Linked DNA regions of Hordeum vulgare: region 2 is linked to region 1. Evidence: chromatin contacts called from public Hi-C data. All regions are on one chromosome and are shown on one strand. Each heading gives the region's core, a stretch centred on a gene start, on an enhancer-like site or on the middle of the called end of the contact. The rest is flanking DNA. Distances are from core to core; before and after follow the strand shown. Region 1 has its middle 160 kb from the start of LOC123449247. Region 2 holds the start of LOC123446755 (phytosulfokines 4-like).

Region 1 (5,096 bases), core at 1,557-4,056:
ACGAATGGGTTCCGGGAGTTCACCGGGGGGCAACCCACCCCGGAGAAGCCCATAGACCTTGGGGGTGGCACACCAGCCTTTAGTGGGCTGGTGGGACAGCCCAAAAGAGCCCTATGCGCCATAGGAAGAAAAATCAAAGAGAAAAGAAAAAAAAGAGGAGGTGGGAAAAGGGAGAAGGACTCCACCTTCCAAACCAAGTTGGACTCGGTTTGGGGGGGAGACCTTCCCCCCTTGGCTCGGCCGAAACCCTTAGGGGTCCTTGGACCCCAAGGCAAGGCTCCCCCTCTTCCCCCTATATATACGGATGTTTTAGGGCTGATTTGAGACGACTTTTCCACGGCAGCCCGACCACATACCTCCACGGTTTTTCCTCTAGATCGCGTTTCTGCGGATCTCGGGCGGAGCCCTGCTGAGACAAGATCATCACCAACCTCCGGAGCGCCATCACGCTGCCGGAGAACTCTTCTACCTCTCTGTCTCTCTTGCTGGATCAAGAAGGCCGAGATCATCGTCGAGCTGTACGTGTGCTGAACGCGGAGGTGCCGTCCGTTCGGCACTAGATCGTGGGACTGATCGCGGGACGGTTCGCGGGGCGGATCGAGGGACGTGAGGACGTTCCACTACATCAACCGCGTTCACTAACGCTTCTGCTGCACGGTCTACAAGGGTACGTAGATCACACATCCCCTCTTGTAGATGGACATCACCATGATAGGTCTTCGTGCGTGTAGGAAAATTTTTGTTTTCCATGCGACGTTCCCCAACAGTATCACGCGCCGCGCCTCTCCCAAGCCCCGGCGACCTCGGCCTCTCACCATCGTGTCGCGCCTCTCCCAAGCCCCAGCGGCCTCGCTCGCGCCGTGCCGCGCCCCTCCCAAGCCCTGTCGCTCCCTGGTCGCCTCGCCCTTGCCCCGCCATGTCGTGCCCCTCCCTCTCCCCGGCGGCCTCGCCCTCGCCCCGCCATGTCGAGCCCCTCCCTCTCCCCGGCGGCCTCGCCCTCGCCCCGTCGGCCCTCCTCTTCCTCCTCCTGAGTCCCGACGGCGGTTGTACCCGCGCTACGCCCCTCCCGAGCCCCGGCGGCGGCCTCGCAGTACACCTCTTCCCCATATCACACATATCCTACCAAACAGAGTCTCATCCAAGCATGTCTCAACACATACATGATCACCAAACAACTCAAGATGTATGTATTCATCATGTCTATAGTTAGCATGCTTCACTAGGGAACATACATGCTCGGGTGAGAACCGCTGCCAAACACACCCTTAGGCGTCAACTATGCAACTAGTCCTCGCACGCTGCCCACGTGGACCGACCCACCAAATGATCGTGACTCACTCTGGTCGTCTTCCCTTGATTAACCGGTTGACCATTTCCATTGACACTTTGACCATTAAATTTCTGAAAAATTGTGGGTTTGGAAAATGTTCAAGGCGTTTCAAAAAGTTCGTTGAGTTAAAAAATGTTCGCAAATTTTAAGAAAACATGGATCTAAAAAGATATCGTGAATTTAAAAAAAGTTAAAGGATTTGGAAAGGGTTTGCGATTCTGTCAAATGTTCATTGATTGTCAAAAAGGTCCAAAAATTTGAGTAAAAAGTTCAGGAAGAAAAATGTTCACTAATTTGGAATGAATTCATAGTTTTCTTGAAGAAAAATGTTCACTAATTTGGAAATGTTGTGGGTTTGAAAATCGAATACCATTTGACCTTTTGTGAATTTATTAATATTTATGTATTTGGAATTATTTTGAAATAAAACCGAAAAACAAAAAGGAAAAAACCACAAAGAAAAAGAAACAGTAAACACAATAATTTAAAACAAAAAAACCTGTTGAAAACCCCAATAAACAAATTTAGCAAAAAACAAAATGAGCCATAAGCTTCTACTTGCTTTCTAAAACTGAAACTCTCATAGGTTATATTTGCCGAACAAAGAAGATACGAGCGTGAGCACTGCGTAGGCACAATTAAGAAACATTCACATTAAGGGCTAAATGGGAAACACTGGGAAATCCTATTCCTATAGTGGGTGACGGATACTGAGCAAACACGCACCCCTATCCGTGCTAATCGGCCAACCCATTTTCTCTATTTTTTGTATTTTGCTTCTCAATTTACCATAGGTTTTCTGAACCGATTTTCCCTTCTTTTCATTGGTTTCTTCTTTTGGGGTTTTCGGTATTTACCTTCTTCTGTTTTTGTTTTTTTGTTTTCATTTCAAAATTCAGAATATTTTTGCATATTATGGAATATATATTTAAAGCTGGGGGCAATTTATGAAAGAGACAAAAAATTGGGAATTCGTTAAATGTTTTAAATTTAAGAGAGAACTTTTTTAATATTGAACATTTTATGAATCAAAGAGAATTTATATAAATTCGCCAATATTTTATTTTATGAACACTTTTTTCAAATTATGAATTAGTTTGAATTTATAAAAAAAATCAAAAAATCTGAATGTTCCCTAAATTTATGATTTATGTAAATAAATATAAAGTGTGTCAATTTGCTGAACATAAATTAAATTTGATTTTTTTTCACTTTTGAGAATATTTTGTTTGATTCGTAAACATTTTTAGAAAATGAAGTCATATTTTGAATTCCAGAAATAATCTTTAAACTTGTTAATATTTTCGATTTTTTGTAAAATAAATCTTGCACATTTATGAAAATCCCTAAAAAATAAAGAAGAAAATAAAGAAAAGAAGAAAATAAAAAATAAAAAATAAAAAATGGGACACCTGCCTCATGTATGCGCCGGGCCAAGATGGCGAGTATGGGATCAGTCCTGATGCGTGTTTAGGCTGGGAGCTCATATTTGGTGCTGAAGGCGCCGCGAATCGCTACTGGTGCTCGCACCGCATACATAGCGTTCCGGAGTAGGAAAAAATATTCTTATGTTCGTACCACAAAAACGATACGTAACTGATAGAAGCATGATTCGAGTTCTACAACTAAAGTCAAACATGTGGCTACATCGAAGTAACTTTAACATTGATAGAAGTACATTATGGGAGCTCCTAGTCGGCGCTTAAGGAGAACCAGTGCCTACAGGCCTTTAAAATGGGTCGGCCCAATTCCAGGGCTGATTTTTCTATAAGAAAAACCAAAAAAAACAAAAAAAACAGGACATAAAAAGTTCATAAAAGCAAAAAATGGTTCATAAATTTTGAAATGAAAGTTAATGACTTTTATAAAATTCACTGTGATCTAAAAAGAAGTTCACTAATTTCTAAAAACTTCACGGATTTTGAAAATTAGTTCATGAATTTGAAAAATGTTTTAAAAGAAGTTTCTTTAACTGGAAAAAAACTCACAAACCTTTAAAAAGTTCATCATTTTTGAAAAAAGTTCATGCATTTCAAAAGAAAATTTCATCAAATTTTAAAAACATATCATCAAATTTTGGAAAATGTTCATTAATATTCAAAAAAGTTCACGAATTTTGAAAACTAATTCATGAATTTGGAAAAATAATAATAATAATATGGCTGCACTTTTTCGAAAAAATATATATATAAAATAAAATGGAAATGAAAAAATAATAAAAAGAGTAAATAAAAGAAACAACGAAAAAAGGAAAACTGAACAAAAAAAGTCATAAAAAAATAGTTGAAAAAAAATCAGGAAAACTGCCCTCCTACTGGGCAGGACCATTACCGGTGCTGCAGGCGCCGGTTAAGAAAAATGCACTTTAACCGGAAGAAACACCATTTGGGCCTTCTTTTTGTACCAAATAGGATCTGACGTACATTACTAGGAAGAAACACCATTTGGGCCTTCTTTTTGTACAACATTAACATGTAGAAGTATTATACAACCAGCTTATTATGCCTAATATTTTATGATAAAAAATAAATATAAAGTAATTCACAAGAAAAAACGTGAACATGAAGAAAGTTCATAAATTTGAAAAGGCTCATACAAATATATTTTTTTCCGAATTTGGGAAAAGTTCTTTGAAATGAGCTAATCAATTTTCAAAAACTTAACCGAATTTGAAAAAATTTAAAGTTTTTATAAAAAATGGTCATCAAATTTAAAAAAGTTCATTCTATTTGACAATTCATAAATTTGTAAAAAAGTCCGTATGCTTTCAAATAAAGTTCATCAAATTCCGAAATAGTTCATCAATTTTGGAAAAACGTTCATGATTTTTGAAAAAAATTCATCAGATTTTAAAATTTTCATTGCACTTCAAAAAAAATTCTCTTCGAATTTGGAGAAAGCTTATTCCTTGATTTTGAAAAATCCCATTGCACTTATTCATTGATTTTTAAAAATTCCATTGCACTTCAAAAAATCTCTTCTAAAATAATCAACAATATTAAAAAAAGTTCATCAATTTTGAAAAAAAGTTCATTGATTTTGAAAAACATTCATCGGATATGAAAAAAGTTCATTCATTTTAAAAACAGTTCATCTATGTCAAAAAAGGAACATCGATTTGGAAAAGAAATTCACAATTTCTTTTAGAAAAATCACGTGTTTAGTAAAAATAAAAAGAGAGGGAAAAAATAGAACCAAACGATTCCAAGAATAGAGAAAAGAAAAAAAAAGTTACACAAATTGAAAAGGATAAAACAGAGAAAACAAGTGAGTAGGCATAGTGGATCGAGATGGTCGAGTGGTTACGTTTCAATTATCTCAACAGAGAGGTCTTTGGTTCAAACCCAGCTATTTGCCCCCCTTAATCTGTTCTTTAACAAATAAAGAAAGAAAATGCTAAATGGACCCATTTGTAAAATGGCCTATAACTCGCGCAAAACAATTGCGAAATGGGATTTGTCGTTTGGGCGACTCACGTGTTGACTGGTTGACCGCCATTTTTGTTATTTCTAAAAACACTGTTTCAAAAACAGTTCATAAATATAAAAATTCAAGTATTTGCAAAGGTTTAATATTTTGAAAAAGTTAATCGATTTTGAAGAAAATACGAATTAGAAACAGTACATGCAAATTTGAAAAAGTTTCGCACATTTCCCATATATTGGTAGATATGGGAATGTTCTTGCATTTTAAATAATTTTAGGTATTTCACCAAATGTTTCTGGGTTTTGAAAAAGTTCAGAATTTGGGAAAGGTTGATGAATCT
Region 2 (5,557 bases), core at 1,598-4,097, 500 kb after region 1:
TTGCGACTACCTAAGGAAAACTTGCAGTTGCGACCAACCTTAAAAAATATGCAATTGCGGCTACCCCTAGAGAAGCTTGAAGTTGCAGCTGGCCTTGAAAAGTTGCAATTACGACTACCCTAGGAAAACTTGCAGTTGCGATCGGCCTTAAAAAATATGCAATTGTGGCTATCCCTAGAGAAGCTTGAAGTTGCGATCGGTCTTGAAAAGTTGTAATTACGACTACCCTAGGGAAACATGCAGTTGCGACCGACCTTAAAAATATGCAATTGCGGCTACCCCTAGAGGAGCTTGAAGTTGCGACCGGCCTTGAAAAGTAGAGAAACTTGAGCTTGCGACCGACCTTAAAAAATATGCAATTGCGGCTACCCTACAGAAGCTTGAAGTTGGGACCGGCCTTGAAAATTTGCAATTACGATTACCCTAGAGAAACTAAAGGTTGCGACCAGCCTTCAATAAGCTTGCAATTGCGACTACCCTAGGAAGAGTTGCAGTTGCGACCGACCTTAAAAAAATTGCAATTGCGACTACCCCTAAAGAAAGTTGCAGTTGCAATCGGCCTTCAAAAAACAAGAGCCAACAAAAAATGTAGATTGAGCAATCTTACTGAAACTAAAGAAAAAAAAGAACCCTAGCTATATAGTGGAAAAAATGTTATGCAAGGCGAGGAAATTGTAAAATGGCACATGGATCAAAATGTTCAAAACAAAATAAAAATGTGATATTAATCTACAAAAATAAGAAAAACTAAAAATTAAATTGAATTACACATGCTCAAAAACTCTTAGAAAAATTGTTTTGTATATAATCACACACACAAGCTAGCAACAAACCCTCATCCAAATTTGAACCTGCGTATCAAAAATGGACACTCACAAAGCAAAAAAAAAACATATCCACACAATAAACTATATTAAGAAAAACTTACCATTCACTTAATAATCGTAAGAAAATGGTTCAAGCTTCTTTTCAAGTTCGTCACACATACATATATATTGAGAAACAAAAAGGTTCTAAACACGCATGCATGCTAAAGAAAAATTGCTCCGGAAACAAAGAAGTTAGCCCCCTCCCCCTAGTGTTCTTAACACAAAGATGCTACAGAAACACCGCATCCGACAACTCCTCTAGAAAATAAATGTGAAATTAAAAAATATTCGTTAATTCCAAAAATACTCCCTGGCTTTAATTGTTCTTAAATTAAAAAACATATTCATAAATAAAAAATGTTCACAAATTGAAAATATAAAAGAAAAAGGAAATAGAAATAGAAAAGATAGAAAAAACGAAATAAAAACTACAAAACCTGATGGAAAGCAGAAATAAAAACCTTTTGAAAGCATCCCAAACTGGTAGGAAGATTCCAGAAGCTTCTCAGAACCTGATTAAAAATGGTTTCCTAGAACTGACCTTAACTTTATTCCGGTTGTTCCCTCCCGTAATTGGAGGGTCCTACATTAGCAAGTGTGACCGGCTGCCCCTTGAGCTAAAAAGTGGATTTAGACAACGAAAAAAAGAATATAATGCATGACGCAAGCCCATAACTACACAACAGTGAAAAGAAAAAATGAGAAACGGACCGAACGACAATAGGAGAGATCGCTACACAAGGCCTCCAGTAGCTGCACGAATTGCGACGTGAAACCTGATCTAACGGTTGAGACGGTGAATGATGCCAAACTTGAAACTCAGCTAGCTGAGCTTCATCCGTACCGAAGAAAATAAGCGGGCTCTTAGTTAAAAGACAACTCTACCACATGCTGCTAGACATTTGTGAAAGTAAAATATAAATTATATAATAAAAAAATACGTTGATTATAAGATGGGTTATACATGACATGACAATGGTTATACTATTAATCATGTTCTTTGCTGTTTGCGCGCTGCAGATAAATGCACGCGTAGGTTTAATTTTCCACCACAAAACTGAATGAAAATTGCAGCGCCGCACGTACGTACTATTGATCATGGATAACTCGGAAATGGATTTATCTGATGCCCGAAGCCACTCGCTGGGTGCCGGCATGTCCACGACGTACTGCATGCGCGGCGCGTGGCGTACAATTAGTCACGACGGAGTAGGTGTCGCCGTCAGCCCAAGCTGGCCTATGCCGGTTACCGCGCCGAGCGTGCACAGCCATGCGGCGAGCAGCCAGTGCCGCGCCGGCCGGGACAAAGCCGCTGCGTCAAGTTGCCGGTTTGCCGCCGCCCGCCCAGTAGCTTGGGCACGCCGCGCACGTCGGCGAGACGCTCGTTTGACGTCCACAATATAATGCGTGCGAGACATCGTCCCCTTCCCTTCGAGAAACTGTTTCAGGTCGTACGTGTACTCCCGCGCGCCTCTCGGCATCGGCGCATCGGCGTGTTCACGTGGGTCGTGCGCGCGACGTTCAACCGAGAGTATACGACCGCATGTGTCTGTCACCTTCCATGTGTGGCACGCTACTTACTTATACCGTGTTCACACCGGCATTGCCATCTGCATGTACGTACATCCAAGTGCCCGGCATCTTGCTACCCACATGAACTACGTACCACCCCAAGCAGCTTATCAAATTAATCCAAGTAGTACATTACATTTATATTATGGATATCTCCATGTGAGCGATGATCCTCATCCAGTACTATGGACAGAGACGGCGAGAGCGCGAAATTTATCTTACCGAAGTGGACGCGGCCGGAGCGCGCGTCGTCGTCACAAGATATACTGGATCGAACGCCGAAGACCTGCCGTCTACGGCAGTACGGCACGGCCGCACGGCTGCTGTGTGGCCGAACCCCGCCACCCACCTGCCCAGCCACGGTGTCCATCAATTATCTCTATATATAACGCCATGGGCGGATGCTTATGCTCGTATACCGCCACCTAATTAACCAGCCCCTCATCAATCACAGAGAGACGAAAGAGATGGCCTCCTTCTCCAAACAGGCGGCACTCTTCTTGCTGGCAGCGCTGCTGCTGTGCCTCGTCTGCACTAGAGGGCAAGCAGCAAGGCCTACACCAGGATCCAGCCACTACAAATCACAGGTACGCACAGTAACCAAGCAATCTAACGTGTGCTTCATAATGCAGAGTGGCTGTGGCTATCGTACTTTTTGTTGATTTGTTGCTCGCTGTATAGTGCTCGTCTCGGTGTTTAAATTTTGATGATCTGCAGGATGCTGGCTCCGCCATTTTCCACGAGAAGGTTGCTGCAGGAGCCGAGATGGAAATGGAGCAGGAAGATCAGGAGGCGGTGAGAGGATGCGAGGGAGGGGAAGAAGTGGAGGAGTGCCTGATGAGGAGGACCCTCGTCGCTCACACCGACTACATCTACACCCAGGGGAAGCACAACTAGATGGTGTGCTGAAACCCTGAAACTGCTGGTGCTTACCAAGGACTCCGTGAACTGAAGGCCATACCTGGATGATCGCATGGTTAAGCAGGCCCTACTTAAGAAGAGAGGCATTTTTCATGAGCTCGTCGGTCTGTTCTGCAGTCCCATGCATCGTCTGTGAATTACAGCTATAGACCTATAGTCACCCCTTTGTATTTTGCCTGTTTCCTTGTTGTTGTTGTTGTTTTGTCTTTTTTGCGTGGTCTGTTTCCTTGTTTTTAGGTCATGTATCTGTACTGGATTCGAACTTTTATCATCATATATGTATTTACTGAATATTTTATCTCTTCATCTATACACTGATGAATACTACAGTTATAGCTAACATACCGTTCTTCGTGATTGGTTAAAGCTATGGAGTGTTAAAATGCTTGTTAGTTCTCTGCTAAATAATGAAATACAAGCCAGCCATCTAGCTGGAACTTTCAAAAAAGATGCTTGTTAGTTAGACAACCCGACGTCAGGAAACAGGCAATATGAAAAGGAACTACTCAAAACAATGCGGAGATGACCATACGCAGTCAGGATTAGACCACCGGCCTACCTGCTGGCTATTATAAGCATTGACTTTGGTCTTGTCATAGTTCCTTTTGCTCCATCTATTACTTCATCATTGTTTGTCGTACTCCTAGTGGCCAAATAAATGATAAAGTTTTGTAGTAGTTGAATCTCGCACTTTCTGGATGGCTTCTTGGTCAACTCTCGTAGCTGGTCGAGGAGCTGGTTCCCAGAATGCTTTATGAAGCGCGCTGTCGCCACTTAATATTTCTTCATAGAGAACAGGCCTCAGTTGTACTCCCTCTGTACCACAATATTTGTTGTTGGAAAAAACTAGTCTAGTTTCACAACAATTATTTAGAAACAGAGGGAGTATATAACTGCAATAATTAACAAGATACCTTTGATCTAGAAATTACTTTTGGAGGCCGAGCTTCATGGAGGCCTTCAAATGCAAAATTCAAATTTTGTGAAAATTCTTATTTTTACATTCCATAAAATTTTGAAAGAAAATACATAGATAAATAAAGGTATAATGCACAAGTGTGTAAATTCTCCGAACTAAATACGTTGAAATGAGGGTTGTGCAAAAAAACAAATCTCAGACTTTTTAACATGATACTATTGATCTTTTCACATCATGGATTTTTCCTTTTTTACAGGTCGCATTTCAAAGTATTTCAACCTGAAAGTTTACACACATACTGATCACATCCATGTTTAATTGTGCAAGTTTTTTTAGATTTTTTAAAACCAAAACTTCTAAATTTGGAATTTTGTAAAAAATTGACCTTTATGAAGGCCGAGAGCCAAAAGGTCATTCTCCCTTTGATCGAAGTAAATTCGTGTAGGTTATTCGTACAGTTTTGCAACTCATAAATCCATGGCCCAACCCCTACATGGATCCTAGGGCTAGAAGGGCCTTTTATATTTGTGTCCTAATTCAAATCTATTACTCAGATTTGTCTCTAATTTTAAAGCATGTTTATATTTATCCCTCTTCCTTCAGTTGCACTTACACAAATGCCCACTCATGTTGTTACCGTCAAGTCAAAGGACTTTGACCGTTTTTTGGTGGACATTTTTACCCTGAAAAAAATAAAACACAAATTGAAAAAGAAAAGAGAGTGCACGTGCTTACTTTTTGGTGCAGGACGTCCCATCCAGCCCAAACAAGCTGGCCGGTTGTCTTCTTCCTATCTCGAGGCAAATGGCATGTCGCCCGCGCACGGTCACCCGAACCCCGCTGTTCCCGTGGCCCATGATGCCGAGCCACAGCATCGCCAAGTCTTTGAGCCCCGCCATCAAGCAGAGGATCACCATGCCGAAGATTGTGACCTCGGTTGCTCTGCAAGTTCGCAATCGACGCCATCTTTGCCGGCTCTGATCGTCGGCCACCATCTTAGATTCGCCATCGTCTGAGATCCCTCGTCCCTCGCTTACCATCATAGAGATTCATATGCTATTGCGGATCTTCCAGAGATGTCGCCTATGAGTTCCTCCTCGAAAACCCCTTCCCCACGATGCCTTGCTCCGCCAGTTCTGGGCTAGGTCCATGCGCTCGCTACCGGCCGTAGCCAGCCCCTTCTACCACTCACGTATGCTTGTCGTGATCCCGTGATGCCCATGCACTTTTTATCCCATCTTCCCAGTGCCTTGTAGACATCTGCCACCAAGCTTCG

What was found. Hi-C and Micro-C count contacts between places; a contact is called where the count stands out from the background.
Region 2: a Hi-C map of leaf shows a contact between it and region 1, with 3 times the contacts expected there. The contact joins the promoter of LOC123446755 here to the enhancer-like site in region 1. A contact is called at or near these places in 2 of 6 Hi-C or Micro-C datasets (leaf and seedling).

The regions. Positions count from the first base shown.
Region 1 is chr4H:521,340,220-521,345,315 of MorexV3_pseudomolecules_assembly, forward strand. No RefSeq gene overlaps it. Among protein-coding and RNA genes, the nearest start is that of LOC123449247, 160 kb to the left of the region's middle. Within about 2 kb of position 2,807, at least 2 of the 3 cell types and tissues checked have open chromatin away from gene starts, as enhancers often do. A contact at or near this core is called in leaf, where this site is marked.
Region 2 is chr4H:521,842,783-521,848,339 of MorexV3_pseudomolecules_assembly, forward strand. LOC123446755 (phytosulfokines 4-like) reads left to right here and starts at 2,848. Exons shown (of 2, transcript XM_045123298.1): 1 at 2,848-3,028; 2 at 3,159-3,653. The coding sequence starts at 2,849. The coding sequence ends at 3,338.